Regions from separate parts of the Mus musculus genome. Here region 1 is linked to region 2. A link is a contact called in public Hi-C data. All regions are on one chromosome and are shown on one strand. Each heading gives the region's core, a stretch centred on a gene start, on an enhancer-like site or on the middle of the called end of the contact. The rest is flanking DNA. Distances are from core to core; before and after follow the strand shown.

The links. Hi-C and Micro-C count contacts between places; a contact is called where the count stands out from the background.
Region 1: a contact with region 2 is called in a Hi-C map of B cells, with 6 read pairs. The contact joins the promoter of Psmc6 here to the enhancer-like site in region 2. A contact is called at or near these places in 1 of 484 Hi-C or Micro-C datasets (B cells), 1 of 115 datasets of contacts at active chromatin or transcription factors (memory CD8 T cells) and 2 of 9 other capture datasets (adipose tissue and liver).

What each region holds. Positions count from the first base shown.
Region 1 is chr14:45,327,860-45,331,084 of GRCm38.p6, forward strand. Psmc6 (proteasome (prosome, macropain) 26S subunit, ATPase, 6) reads left to right here and starts at 1,965. Exons shown (of 14, transcript NM_025959.3): 1 at 1,965-2,073; 2 at 2,971-3,050; 3 at 3,128-3,167. The coding sequence starts at 1,989.
Region 2 is chr14:45,154,260-45,157,241 of GRCm38.p6, forward strand. All of the region lies in intron 14 of Txndc16 (thioredoxin domain containing 16), which reads right to left. Among named protein-coding and RNA genes, the nearest start is that of Gm34362, 21 kb to the right of the region's middle. Within about 2 kb of position 1,487, at least 89 of the 459 cell types and tissues checked have an H3K27ac peak or open chromatin away from gene starts, as enhancers often do. A contact at or near this core is called in B cells and memory CD8 T cells, where this site is marked.

The DNA.
Region 1 (3,225 bases), core at 715-3,214, 170 kb after region 2:
TCACTTTAGGCATTAATTCACATAACTGTACATGTATTTGTAAAGCATATTCATTTTTTTTTAGGGTGCTGGGAGTTAAACTCAGCTGTACGTTAGGCAAGTATTCTACCAATGTTATACTCCCAGCATGAGAATAACAATTTAAAAGAATACAATTACCATATGCCACATTTTGGATTAACATCTTTAGTTATATTGTCTATTTAATACCCATGACAACCTTTTTACATATGTACAATTATGCTGATTTTATGAAGACATCAAGATATCACCACCCCTCCACCACAGAGATCTGAGATAGTCCTAGCAGACTTCAAAGTTCCTACCTTGGTCGCTGCAGAAACTTTATCTTGTGTTCTACATCTCTAGCCCATTTCCTTCCAGTTCTGCTGGCCTCCTTTCTCTGATAGAAGTGAGACAAACTCTTTGCTACCTTAGAATCATGCACTTGCTGTTTAATCTCTTCAGAAGGCTCTCCACGTGGTGGCATAATGGGGCCCCTTCTGCTCTCAGACATGTTCAAAATTTATTCTCCTCCTTATCCCACAATATCCTTTTATTTCAATTGTAGCATTTACTACATTAAGGTATTTTTATGATTTATTATCATTTATGCATCTGTGCATGTGGACCTCATGCCAACTTTGAGTGGGTCCCATGAATCCAATTCAGGTCACCTGGCTTCCATGACAAGCGCGCCTTTGCCCACTGAACCATCTCTCTGGCCCCTATTCAAATCATTTCTAATTTCCTTATTACATGTTAGAATATTTTCTAATATTCTGATTACAAGCAGGTCAGTGCTTTATTGGGTAACTGAAAATTTCCTACTTATGCTCATGCAATTGATATCAAAAGGCTGCATCTTTGGGCTGGAAAGTGGTTTACTGGTTATGTGAGCTTCCGGCTCTTCCTAAAGATCTCTGTGTGTTTGTGGAGTGCATTCATTCAGTTTTAGGGTGCTGGGGGTTAATAAACTCAGGGCTTCTGTGTGCTAGGCAAATACTCTACCAAAGGTACACTCCCAGCCTGTCAATAATAATTTAAAAGAACACAGTCACTGAGCCTAGAGAGATAGCTCAAAGGGTATTCGTACTTGTTGCTCTTGGAGAGGATCTGGGTTCGGTTCCCAGTATCCACATAGAGGCTCACAACCGTCTATAATTCCAGTTTCAGGGGAATCATGTGGTTTTTTCTGACCTCCTCCAGCACCAGGCACACACGTGCTGCACACACATACATGCAGGCAAGATATTTATATGCATAAAATAAATAAGATTTTTTTTTTTAAATCATAGCTGCTTGTAACTCCAGAGCCAAGAAATCCGATGCCCTCTACTGGCTTCTGTGAGCACTTGCCCTCCTAAGGTATACACTAAGGCACACACATAAACACATAAATAAAAATAAATAATTTGGGAAAGAAAAAGGCTGAATTTGAAAATGTGACTCAGTTGGGAAAGCTCTTGCTTAGCATGCCGGAGACTCTGAATTCGATTTCCACACAGCACATACTGAATGTTCGAGTTTGCCTGTAATTCCACTAGGAAGCCGGTGGTGGGGGGGGGGAGGACCAGAGTTCAAGCCCAGCGCTGCAGAATGAGTGCTAAGGCAGTGTGGATTACAAGACACTGTCTCAAAAAAAAAAAAATCTTGTCATTTCCTCTTGCTTTTCAGTTTATTACAGATCCTTTGGCGTTCTAAGAAAGCAGTGACTTAATATTGAGCCAGCCAGTAGCTAAGTCAGGCATTGCTCACTCTGGCCTGCAGGGGACAGTGTGACCGGAGACGATCTTCTGCGCTTTCGAGGCTTTCTGCCGCTCTAGGTGACTGACTTCGGCGCCCGGAGCCAGAGGCGGGCCAGCCGGAAGGGGCGGAGCCAGTCACGGTCCCGCCCCAGGCCGCCTCTGCGCCCTCGCCCCGCCCCCTCCCCCGCCCGGGCTGCCATGGCCCTTCCCGGCATCCCCTATGAGCGACGGCTTCTCATCATGGCGGACCCTAGAGATAAGGCGCTTCAGGACTATCGCAAGAAGCTGCTAGAGCACAAGGAGATTGACGGCCGTCTTAAGGAGCGTGAGTGAGCCTTGACACACTCTCTAGTGCCTGGACCGGCTTCGGTCTCTGATAGAGCGGAGGCTTCGGCTGAGCCCGAAAACAGCGCCTGGCTTGGGAAGGCCCGAGTCCAGGGACGAGGCGCTTTGTCATCCCGCCCCGCGCTGGGGTGCAGCACCGCCTCGGCCGTGGGTATGGCCCCAGTCCCAGTCCGGTGGCATAGAGAACAGCCACAGTTCTGAGGTGGAAGAGGGGAAGATTAGAGGAGTGAGGTACAAGTGGGCTGGGGACATATTCCGGGTGCAGGAAGGCAGGCTTGGAGTCTCGGGACCCGGGGATGGGAGGACGCTTGAGTCAAAGAAGCTCCAGCCGGACGCGGGACTCACGGAGGCGGCTTGTACTTGGGGTAGAAGGGGGCTCAGTGGTTGTAATAGCCTTTCTCGTCTTCCCTCAGGCGTCATACTGAGTACCAAGTTTTCTGTATACCCTGAACATTCACGTTTTGAAAACCCTGCGTGATTTAATTAAATGAGAGAATACCGCAGCCTAGGATTCGGTGAAGAATTGCGTTGGTTGACTTAATTTAGTATGGACAACCAGAGTAAGCCAGGTGATCTTAGTGTAGCTATGGGAGGCTTGATTCACCTTATCGTTTAGTTTTGTAGCAAATCTGAAGGTGGCAGGATGTCACTATCGGTTAAAAATGTAACTTAAAAATATTTCCTACCAAGAAAATAGATATGATACTTTCTCTGTTACATTTCATTTTAAAACATGCCACCTATCCACTACAAACTGGAAAAAAAAATCTTATTTTGTGGTTTGAAACAGTAGGTTTGAAACCTAAGGTAAAAGAGACCTAAGTAAAAAATTTTATGCAGTTGTTTAATTTAAAATGTCAAAATTTTATTATTTCAGTAAGGGAACAATTAAAAGAACTTACCAAGCAGTATGAAAAGTCTGAAAATGATTTGAAGGCACTACAAAGTGTTGGACAGGTAGGTGATAAAGTTTGAAAGTATGTTGCCATTTCTAAGCTATTGGCAAAAGGTAATGCCCCTTTTTTCTTTTCCAGATTGTAGGTGAAGTGCTAAAACAGTTAACAGAAGAAAAATGTAAGTGGATTAACTTACTAATTATTAAAAAATAAAAAGCCCCAGTTCTTTGCCAGCT
Region 2 (2,982 bases), core at 237-2,736:
TCCATCTTTAGACTCAAAGAAGGCCTTTTCCACTGTCATACTACATCCATGACTCAAAGGATTTATCCACCATCATGATATCCTGTACAGTACCTTGAACTATGAAATTCATTTTGCAGTAAAAGAAGTACAGCAATGCACACAGAATTCCCTGGTCTCACCTCGCATCCCATCTACCAGGCTTGGTAGAACAGTAGAATATCCTTTTAAGACAGAGTTATGGAGCCAATTAGGTGACACTAGCCTGGAGGCTGGGTGGAGTTCTCCAGAAAGTTGCATTTGCTCTGTTTCAATGCCCCTTTCTCCTACAGCAGGATTCAGGCATCCAGAAGCAAGCGGGAATAGGAATGGTGCCACTCACCACCTTGAGCAGCCCACAGGAAAAATTTTGTTTCCCGTTCCTGTGACTTTGCTCAGCTGCCCTAGAAGTTCTGGTTCTAGATAGAGAACTGTTTCTGCCAAGTGCCATGACCAACATTCCACAGATGTAGAAGCTAAGACTTCCCCATGGTTGCCTAGGACACCTCATTCCCTTGAGTCAGCATACTAACAAAGAAATATCTGTGTTATGAAGAGTGATTGATCCAGCCTGTCTTGAGAAAATCAGGCTGCTTCTCCACAATGAGGACAAGAAAGAGTGTGTCTGGAGTACAGCAGATCCTTCTGGGTGTCTCTTGGTGTTACCGTGTTCTGTGATGAAGATCAATAGGAAACTACAGCCCAATCCAGACAGGATGAGAAATGGCCCAGACATTTCAAGAATAAAAGTGCAGCTCACTCCCCCCCCCCCCCGCCCCCTCCTAGGTAAAGAACAAAGACCTGCTGAGGTACTTGCTCAGGTGGAAGAAATACAGAATGAGTGTTGTACGAGTTAGTTACAAATACCAGCTAAGGCCTTTTCAACAGTTACAGAAACAAGAATGCTGTTATGAATATTTCCATCTTGTTTTGTTAAGAACATGCTTGTGCATCTATACATCCACATTAAGCAGATATTTGTGTTTTCTTTACTTCATCATATACTGTTAACTTATTGAGGTAATATCTGTAATTAAGTGTTGTAAATCTATGTTATCAATTGTGTGTTGTAAATCTATAGTATAAAAACTATGGGACACTAAAAGACTAGGCATTCCTCAGGATATTTTTTTCACCGACTCTCAGGGGAAGCAGCATATTGGTGATTGTGAGACAGTCACATCACAACAGGCAGAATTATACCTTGATACTGTTTTCACATGGAAACCATAAGCATTAGGACATATGGAGATATGGCTGGACATCAGGTTGACAAGGGGTGGTGGACTTGTGGTGGTTATTCTTTTTGTCAACTTGACTGGAACTGACTTAGAGGTAAGCTCTGGGCACACCTGCAGAGGATGTCCTTAATCAGGTTATGTGACGTAAAAACATGCATCCTGAGTGTAAGGAGCCCCTGACCACAAAAGCCAGATAAAGGAAGTCCTGAAGGAAGTTCGCTTCACTGCTACCATGTCTCACTGCTGAGTTGTCTTCCTGTTCATCTGCTCTGTTACTGCTGCTCCTACTTTGCTGAGATCAGAGCCTAACTTCTTTAAGCTTCCAATACAGACTGAAGACTGGAGGCTCTGCAGGAATCCTTCAGACTTCCAGAATCACTGGAATTGCCAAGGCATCCAGCTTCATGGACTGGGCAGCAACTGGGCTCTAGGGCTCTCCGTGTAGAAACAGCCACTGTTGGATTACCCAATCATATTGTGTAAGCCAATCTAACACATCCTCTTTAATATATTTATTCTCCTGGTTCTGTTCCTCTAAAGATTCCTGATACAACAAAAGTATTAAGTATAAAATCCTCCACAATCTGAATGTTGTTCGGTGTGCACATAACACCACAAGTAGAAAACTCTACAGACTAATGTACAAACTATAGTCAGAAAAATACTGGCTACAATTACCTTGATGCTATGTTTACAGGATATATGTGAATCACAAATAAGTTTCATGTTTAGATCTTAGCCTCATCCTCAAAGTATCTCATTATATCATTATATGACTTTTATATTATATTATATTATAATAAATTAAATAATTTATTTCCAAATTAAATACATCCAAACTATTTCTGTTCTTCAGTTTTTCAAGTATGGAATATTTAACCTGTATAGGGATCAACACCGATGCAAAATACTATCGCTATTGATATTATTGTGCCAGTTAGTTTTTATCAACTTGACATAGGTGCAGGCATTATCTGAAAAGAGGGAATCATACTTGAGAAAAATGCTTTTATAAGACTGGCCTGTAGGCACATCTGTGGAGTACTGTCTTAATTAGTGATTGATGGAGGAAGACACAGCCCACTGTGGATGCTATCAACCTAGCTAGGCAGTCAGGTAGTCCTATGTTTTATACAAACGCAGGCTGAGAAAGCCAAGGAGAGTAAGCACTATTACTTCATGGCCTCTAATCCAGTCCTGCCTCCAAATTCCTTTCCGAGTTCCTCTCATGAAGGACTCTAAGCTATAAGGAGAAATAAACCCTCTTGTTCCTAAGTTGCTTTTGGTAATAGTTGTTTGTCATAGCTATAGAAAGAAAAAACCAAAACAAACTAAACCCTTTCAATCCATCAGCCACAATGGCCAGAGAAGCAGGTAGATCTTCAGTCCTTCACTCTCTTATCTCTGCTTCAAATTCAATGCTCCTGCCTCATCCCAAGATCTGTAGTTGATCATGTACGGTCACCTACATAAGTGATAGCCTTCCCTTCCTGTCTACCCCCATCTCTAGAGGACTGCACAAATCTTCTCCTGGACCACCTATCCCTTTGTCTAAGGCAACAATACCCTCAGACATTCCTTGGGAACCCATCCTGCCATGCTGACCAGGGGAGTTGGTTGGCAATTTTCAGGTCTTTATTCTCATCCTTCTCTAAACCCAACCCTCTAGTCCAATCCCTGTCTCAGAAGCAAATTACCTGTTGTGGCCTCTCTTCACTCTCTA